Regions from separate parts of the Sus scrofa genome. Here regions 1 and 3 are each linked to region 2. The links are chromatin contacts, called in public Hi-C maps. All regions are on one chromosome and are shown on one strand. The core of a region is the stretch at or near the end of the contact, and the rest is flanking DNA. Distances in the headings are between cores, read along the strand shown.

Region 1 (2,700 bases), core at 146-2,645, 120 kb after region 2:
AGTTCACATTTACTCTTGCAAAAGGTTTTTAGGAGCTGTTTGTCCAGGAGAGACACAGTGGGATGATCCCATGGAATCCCACAAAACTGAGAGCAGCAGTCATGCAGACACAGAAAAGAGGAGTTGGTTGAGTAAGGTTGAGTGGACTCACTGCTGGAGCCTTTGCAGAGGCAGAGGGAGCAGGTCCTGGAGCTGAAGACCCCCAAACTCAGGACGACCTTCCTGAAGTCGCACAAACCTCCGGAAACGTCTGTTCTTCTTTAGTTGCTCCTGGCGTGATGGGGAAAGGGTTGGCAGCAAGGAGAGAAGCCATTCCTTATACTGGATTCTTCCATGTACACATCCCCAGCCCTCAGGAAGCTGTGTGCTTCAGAGAGAACCCTGTCTCCCTACAGGGAACTTAGCACAGGGTGGTGGGGCACCCACAGGGCTCTATAAATGCAGGAACAGTATGAATGGAGTTTGGGTCTCCAGATTTAGAGGAAATGTACAGAGGAAGAGGGGAAGGATGTGAGATCTTCAGGTTACCTGCAGGGTGGTCCAGGACCTCTCAGCGTTGGCAGCAAATTGGGTGTAGAGCTCCAGGTGGGGACAGAAGTCCTCCAGCCCCTGTCCCCAGCGCCCTCCTTCAAGGTGGAGAAGCAGCTCTCTGCGTGGGTCAGGACAATGAAAGAGCAGCCCAAGAACTACCGAAGCACCACCTCTCTTAATCCTCATTAACCCTGCCCCAGAGGTAGTGCTATTATCCCGTTTTATAGGTGGAGAACTGGGGCAGGTTAAGGCACTGGGCCAAAACCACAGGGGAGAAAACTGGCAGACGTTGAATGTGGACCTGGGTTTCTCCGACTCTTGAATTCCGTGCAGCTACCAGAGGCCAGGGTTCCCCCTCCTTCTCTATCCCCACGCCCCATCTACTCACTGGCTGGCGCGGTAAATGAGCTCCCAGGGCCCAAACAGGGCCTGGCGCTCTGGTGGTCGCAAGGTGCCCTTGGCTCTCAGAATCCCCACAAAGTACTGCGGGAGGAGAGAATACAATACCGGTATGTAGTGCGCAGAGGAGGCTAAAGCCGAGGTGCCGCTAGGAAGTGTACAAGTCCGCCCGAGAGCCTTATGTGCAGGCGGATGGGCCAGGGCCCACCATACCCCTGGTCACCGACCTCGCAGAGACCCTGCCACACCCTCCGGTCCCCGCCCCCTACGGGAGGGTGCCCGGCCCGCACCGTGGCCACCAGCCCCAGCTGTTCCTGGTAGCGCCGCTCAGTCTCCAGCAGTTCCCGGGCAGTGCAGGCGCGTTTCCGCTCCCAGCGGGCACGCTGCTCTTGCACCGGGCACCGTGCGCTGGGACCCGGGATCTCCATGCCGGACTGAGGGATCGACGTTTCCTCCCGCAGCCCGCCGGAGATTCGAATCCCAACGGCTTCGGGGGCGGGGCCGGAGGGGGGAGCGCGCCCCCTGGCGCCTGGAGGCTGTGCGCGTTGAACCTCATCAGGTCTCTTCCTTAGGGCTTGACCCACCACCAGGGCGGCGCTGTAGGTGCGCGCCTGGGCAGGGCAGACTGGAGCAAGTGGGTGGTCGTCTTCTGAGTGGTACTAAGTTGGGGCAATAGCCTGGACTCTGAGTCAGGAGACTTAGAGGTTTAGACACTGGCAGGGCCGCAGTGTTCCACCCGTAGAATTGAGGAGGGGACGATAGTTAGGCTATGTGTTCTGTTCTGGGCCTATGCCAAACTCTAGGATCCAGTCCCCAGTGCTTTCACTACTAGGAACCCTCACGGGTCACCAGGTTTTTAATATTTTGGCCCCCGAAGAAGAACTGATGTTTTCTCCTTTCATACTGATCCAAAACCTGGTAGCCACTTAGCTTCTAGTTGGCAAATGTCAATAACTAACTTGGTGGTTGAGAACTGCTCTAATTCTGGCCAAAGACAAAAGCTTGGAGTTGATTAATCTGTGTTACCTAGTCAGAGATAAAATGTACCAGATTTTTCTTAGGTCTTTTCGAAAACTGGCAGTAGTGCTGGAGGTAAATGAACAGTGCCATTTTTGTCAGTATGTATATCTTAAAATGTGCCTACTCTCATGACCCAGAAATTCCACTTCTAGGAATGCATCCTAAAAAATTAGATCTATGGACAAAAACATATATATTAGGATGGGAGGCAAAATGTTGTTTGTAACAGAAAACTGGAAATCACCTTAATGCCCACTGGTAGAGAATTGGCTAGGAAAATTATAGTACAGCCATTTGAAGGAATAATATGAAAGTATTAAAGATGATGTAAAAAAAGCTATCAAAATGGAGAAAACGTAGTATATTACCTAGAGAAAAAAAAGCAGGCCACAAAGATGTTTGCACAATATGATCTTATTTAGGTAAAAGAAATATACGACTGGAAGGATAAACAATCAAAAACTAATTGTGGTTTTTATCTCTGGGTGATGGGATCAAAGATAATTCATTCAGCAGATATTTACCAAGCACCTAATCTGTGCCAGGCACTAGATCACTGAGGTTAAAGGGGTAAATAGGATAAATAGGGTGATTTTTAAATTCCCTTAGACTTTTATGCTTTTCCTTAGTTTTCTGCTTGAGCATACACGCATTACTTTGTAATCAGAAAAAAACTGCTATTAAACCCAAAATATTAGATAGAAACTTTCGACCCCATTCCTACCACTGTAGACGCCTATGAATCTGGGC
Region 2 (2,700 bases), core at 39-2,538:
TTTCTAGTCGGATTCGTTAACCACTGACCAGGAACTTCCCCCCCAAAAAAATTATTCATGACACTTGTTAAAGAGTAGTAAGGCATACTTTAAGTAGCGGGGTGGAACCATGGAGTAGGTAGAGACCACTGCAGCAGAGTGTTGCAGTGGTGGACAGATTGAGCTCAACTCCGACCCCAACAAAGACAATGGTAATTTATCAGCCCAGAAACAGAGTAGTGGTAGAGGTCAGTGGGTGGAAAAGTACAGCCTTCGTCAATTTGGGCTGCTATAATAAAACACTTCAAACTGAGTAGTTTATAGACAAATTTCTCACAGTTCTGGAGACTGGGTTGCTAAGTGCCCTCTTGTCACAGACTTCTCACCTGGAGGATTGGGCTAGGGAGCTCTATGAGATCTATAAAACCACTAATCCTAATCCCGTGTGCTCCTCATGACCTAATCACTTACCGAAGGCCCCACTTAATCTTTGCAGGTTAGGATTTTAACATATAAATTTTGGAGGGATATGATCATAGCAGTTACCAATAAGAAACATCAGGAATAAGGGGGATTCTTAGTAGACCAACTCAAAAGAATTTTTGCTGGAGGCAGACCAAGGTGCTAAAATATCAAAGGTGGTCAGATACCAAGGGTGTTCGATTTTTCAACAAACTGATTTACAGGGATCCTTGCTCAAAACTGAATTGTACAGGGACACAGAGAGAAGCCCAAAGATGAGCCTAACCCCCGGGGGCAGACTTAGCCTGACTAAATTTTTGGCTGAAGGAGTCTTTGTCCATTCTAGATTTTACCAGGTTTTTCTTTACCCTGGCTATACAATGGGATACTTGAAAAAATATCAAAGCCTGGGAGTTCTCCTGCAACAGAGAGGGTTAAGGATCCAGTATTGTCACAGCAGCAGTTCCGGTCACTGCTGTAGCTTAGATTCATTCCCTGGCCCAAGAACTTCCATAAGCCCCAATCACAGAAATAAATAAATAAATAAACAAACAAATAAACCAAAGCCTGCCGCACCACCCAACCCCTACTCCACCCCACAGGTGATTCTAGTTCACTCGGTCCCGGCTGAGATCAGGCTTTAGTTTTCTTTTTCTGGTTTTCCCAAGAGGTTCCACCCGGGTGTCAGGCAGAGAATCGAGGCCTTAGCCAAAGGTGGGGGCACAAATGCACCTCCCTTCCACAGGGTGTTAAAGCTGCGCGAAGGTTCTCTGGGTTCCAGCACAAGGCAGTGCTCTTAACCCGGCACCACCCGAAGGGGCGGGGCGCCAGCCGCAGAGGGCGGGTCCACAGCCAAAGCCTCGCCGCTTCCCTCGCGGGAAAGCACTGCGCGTGACTCGTTGCGCCTATTGCAGCGGGAGCAGGGGCGGTGGGTGAGCCCTCGCGGGCCCAGCGGACCGAACCACGGGTCGTCCGGAGGGGCGGCATGAGGGAGACTCGGGTTGGACCATCAGCGCCACAGCTGCAGGGGGTAGCGGGCGTTACCAAGCTGTCTAGAGAGGCGGGGGACGTCTGCTTGTCCCGGCTGCAACGCGACCCCTGGAGTGCTCGAGACTACGTCGCCGCCTTCGCCGTGGGAGCACAGTGAGGCGAGAAATCAGGTAGGACGCTGAGGCGAGAAACCTGGGGGCGGGCGGAGTCCCGGAGACCCACTGCCTTCCCGTTGCAAACGATCCTTTAGGAGAAAGGCCCACCTATCCAGCCCTTAGCGCCCCCGCCCGGACGCTCAGCCTTTCCCCCTGGTTCCCTCAGGCCCACCCTCCCTCGCATCTTCTCCGACCCCCTCGAGCAAGCTCCATCTTCAGCCTGCCCTGACACTTCAGCTCCGCCGTACACTGAACCCTCAGACACCCAGGACCAACCATCCTTTCAGGCGTCTCCCCAGCTCCAAGCCAACCGTCTCTCAAACTGCCCTTCGGAGACACCCCCTCAGTTGACTCGTGCCCAGTAGTCATCGTTGTACTGCATCTCCTGTGACCGCCCTGCGGTAGCGCGGTAGCCCAGCACCCAGCCCGGGTCCTTTGCACCCTCCGCCCTTTTGGCCCCTGGTTGCCAAGCTGGTATCTGCATCCAGTTTTACCTTGAGAAAACCTTTGGCCTGGCAGTTTTGCCAGCCCCCTGCCACCACTCTTAACCTGCTGCAAAGGGCGCTGTCATCCCGTTGCCCAGGGCTGGCTTGGGCTTGCCAAGCTGGCCCTGAGGACATCAGGGGACAGCTCTGAAGGCAAGAACCATTCACTGTTCATTTTTATCTACAACGCCCAGCACAGTGCCTGGCACATGGTAGCATTCAGTAAATGTATGATGGGTGGGTGAATGAGCCCAATGCAGAGACTGTGAGGCAGAGTGCTTTAGAGGGGAAAATATCACTACCTACTTGACGGGGGGCGGGGGGGGGGCAATCTGGAGGGCTACTTGCACTCATTGGGAGCATAGAACTGAATATATGCAGTTTTCAATTCATGCGTCTGATTTCTTTTATATAGGAGCCTCTACATATCAGCGGTTTTCCCTTTATGTTCTGTTTACCAAAGTCATGACCCGGGAATTTTTACTGGTCAGTGCCTTTAGAGGCTGCCCAGATAATCTTGAGAGAGCTTTGCCGGGATGATCCCTACCCGATCCTCTGCTCCAGAGACTGGCTGCTCCCTTTAGGGAAGAATTGTGGAGGCTAACTACAGCCTTTAAATCCGACTTGGT
Region 3 (2,700 bases), core at 141-2,640, 75 kb after region 2:
TGCCTCAAGTTCGTTGGCATCCTTTCTCACTCCTGAGGCCCGCAGCCTCCACCACGCCGCCCTCCACTCCGCCGCTAGGGGGCAAAAGGCTCACTGACGTCCCCAACCTCTCGTCCTAGACAGGACTCCAGGATCGAGCGACGTCACCCACCCCCGTCGATGATTGGCTATTCCGCCGATGACCGGGACGGGGAGGAGCCAGCGGAGAACCAAAAACGCTGGGTATGGCATGCGCACAGGGTCCTGAGACGGTGCGTGCGCACTCAGGGTGCCGCGCCGCTTTAGAGGCCGGCTGCAGATCCTCCTCTCGCCTGAGGGGGCAGATCGGATTCCTACGTAATGCGGGGCGGTACCTGCCTAGGAGAGTCACACTGATGAGGGCTGGGCCACACCGAGGGGAGGAGTCACGTTGAGAGGAGGGGTCACAATGACGGGTGGAATCGCTCTGAGAGGTGGGGTTCGCCCTGGAAGGGCGAGACGGACAGAGGAGGGGTGTCGCACTGAGGGATTCTGGCACACACTGTTGGCGGCATGGTCACATTGCGGAGATGTTCCTCTGAAGGAGAGACTCTCACTGAGGAAAGAGTTGGTTCTCTGAGGGGGAGGGCTCCTTGAGGGGCGGGGTTTTGCCAAGGGGTGGGATATTTCCCTACAGGTGGAGACTTCTCTTTTGAGAAAGAAGGGCATGTGGACGAAATAGTAAGAGGAGGCTCCAGGCTGTGTGGTCAGTGCGCAGAAGCCCCTGAATCTAAACTTTTTTCGCGAGAGGCGGGATGGAGTGAGCAGGACTTGGGGCCACACCTGGAATGGGCTGGCCAAGGGCTCACTACAGCTCTGGGGCGTCACAACCTCCGGGGAAGGTACAAAGTGTCAGGGAGTCGGAGGTTTAAAGTGTAAGGGTCGAGAGCTGGGAAATGGGCAGGCTCGGCCAGGGCGGAGGCTGGGCAGGTGGGTAGGTTGCTGCCCCGATTGTGGCGGGACCAGAGGGGTCTACTTTTCTACCCTGCCTGTCCATGGAGTCCAGGAGTCCGGCGGCTTCCAGAGCCTGGCCCTCAAAAGACAGAGACCCGAGGGAGGGAGGGGAGAAAGGGCTCTCACGGCAGCTAAAAGACCTTTGAGCTGCGCATACGCACAATGAGCCATTAATTCCCTTCCGTTATTTAGCTTTGGCTTTAACTTCTTTGACCCCGACTTCTCAGACCCACTAGCCTAGGGCGTCCCGGCCACTGGTGGCGGGGTGCGCACCTGAGGGGGCGTGGCCGCTGCCCCGAGGCGGGCTCGAAGGAGTTAAGCAGAGGCCCGGCTCAGCCCCGCCCCCGGCAGGCCGCGGAGCCTGAGCCCCAGCGGCGAAGTGGAGCAGCCGCCGCCCGCCCGCCCGCCCGCCTCCGCCTGCGGGGAGTACCCCCGCCTGCCCGCCGGCGCCCGGGAGCGCCACCGCCACCGCCCGGCCCAGGCCCAGGCCCAGGCCCTGCGCAGAGCCGAGCGGAGCGGCGTCCACCCGGGCGCAGCAAGCCGGCGCGGCGGGGGCGGGCCCAGGAGCTTCGGCAGATCTTCCATTCTCCAGGGCGGGAGAGGGAGTGGGAGCTCCGGCGCCCCGGATCCGGCTGGGCCCGCACCCATGGCGAGCGCGGCCTGCCCGGGCCCCGGGAACCCTGCCATGTGAGGCAGGCCCGGGCTGGGGGGCCCGGCCATGGCCGGGGAACGGCCCCCACTGCGGGGCCCTGGGCCCGGGCCCGGGCCCGGAGAGGCGCCGGGGGAGGGGCCCCCGGGGCCGGGGGGCGCGGGCGGAGGCCCGGGCCGGGGCCGCCCCTCCTCCTACCGGGCTCTCCGCAGCGCGGTGTCCAGCTTGGCACGCGTGGACGATTTCCACTGCGCGGAGAAGATCGGGGCCGGCTTCTTCTCTGAGGTCTACAAGGTAGGACCAGCAGAGAGGGCAGAGGGGCGGGACCGAGCCTTAGACGCGAGGCTGGGACAAGGGGGCCCAGACCCTGGCGTTTCGCCCGACCTGCGCGGGACTCGCCAGCCCCTGCTGCCCCCAGGTTCGGCACCGACAGTCAGGGCAAGTCATGGTGCTGAAAATGAACAGACTCCCCAGTAACCGGGGAAACACGCTACGGGAGGTGCAGCTGATGAACCGACTTCGGCACCCCAACATCCTAAGGTGAGCGGCCCCAACCGCTTGCTGGGGGAGGGGGAAAGATCCCGCGGGAAAAGTGGGAACTGTCCAGGGGCCGGGACTCTTCCAGACTACCTTGCTGTCTTTCCCATCCTCTTCCAGGTTCATGGGGGTCTGTGTGCACCAGGGACAGCTGCATGCTCTTACAGAGGTGAGGATGAACCAGCAAGGGGGGACCCCACCACCAAGGGGCGAGTCAGCGGCCTGGTGCATCTACAGACGAATAATGAGGGGCAGCAGGACGTCCTCCCAGGGGAGGCTTTCCTGAACTTCCCTTTAGGCAAACCACAAATAAAAGGCCTCAGCTGGTCCCGTCCTTTATATCCTCTAGAACGGTGCTGTCCAATAGATCTTCCTGCAAAGATGAAAATGTTCTATATCTGCGCTGTCCAAAACCACAGCCACTAGCCACATGTGGCTAAGGATCCCTGGGAATGTGGCTAGTGTGACTGAGGAACTGAATGTTCCATTTTGTTTAAATTTAAATAGTTGTGCGTGTGTATGGGACAGGACAGGCTCAGGAT

What was found. Hi-C and Micro-C count contacts between places; a contact is called where the count stands out from the background.
Region 1: a contact with region 2 is called in a Hi-C map of liver, with 4 times the contacts expected there. The contact joins the promoter of ARHGEF39 here to the promoter of RUSC2 in region 2. A contact is called at or near these places in 1 of 5 promoter capture datasets (liver), 19 of 47 Hi-C or Micro-C datasets (adipose tissue, alveolar macrophages, brain and 11 more) and 2 of 2 datasets of contacts at active chromatin or transcription factors (alveolar macrophages and skeletal muscle).
Region 3: a Hi-C map of skeletal muscle shows a contact between it and region 2, with 4 times the contacts expected there. The contact joins the promoter of TESK1 here to the promoter of RUSC2 in region 2. A contact is called at or near these places in 1 of 5 promoter capture datasets (liver), 17 of 47 Hi-C or Micro-C datasets (adipose tissue, alveolar macrophages, blood and 10 more) and 2 of 2 datasets of contacts at active chromatin or transcription factors (alveolar macrophages and skeletal muscle).

Annotation. Positions count from the first base shown.
Region 1 is chr1:236,386,247-236,388,946 of Sscrofa11.1, forward strand. ARHGEF39 (Rho guanine nucleotide exchange factor 39) reads right to left here and starts at 1,396. Exons shown (of 9, transcript NM_001195686.1): 1 at 1,221-1,396; 2 at 920-1,014; 3 at 529-649; 4 at 152-270. The coding sequence starts at 1,358.
Region 2 is chr1:236,264,627-236,267,326 of Sscrofa11.1, forward strand. It overlaps RUSC2 (iporin), which reads left to right and starts at 1,289. Exons shown (of 12, transcript XM_001927812.5): 1 at 1,289-1,601.
Region 3 is chr1:236,339,770-236,342,469 of Sscrofa11.1, forward strand. TESK1 (dual specificity testis-specific protein kinase 1) reads left to right here and starts at 1,391. Exons shown (of 10, transcript XM_003121984.4): 1 at 1,391-1,915; 2 at 2,040-2,161; 3 at 2,279-2,327. The coding sequence starts at 1,691.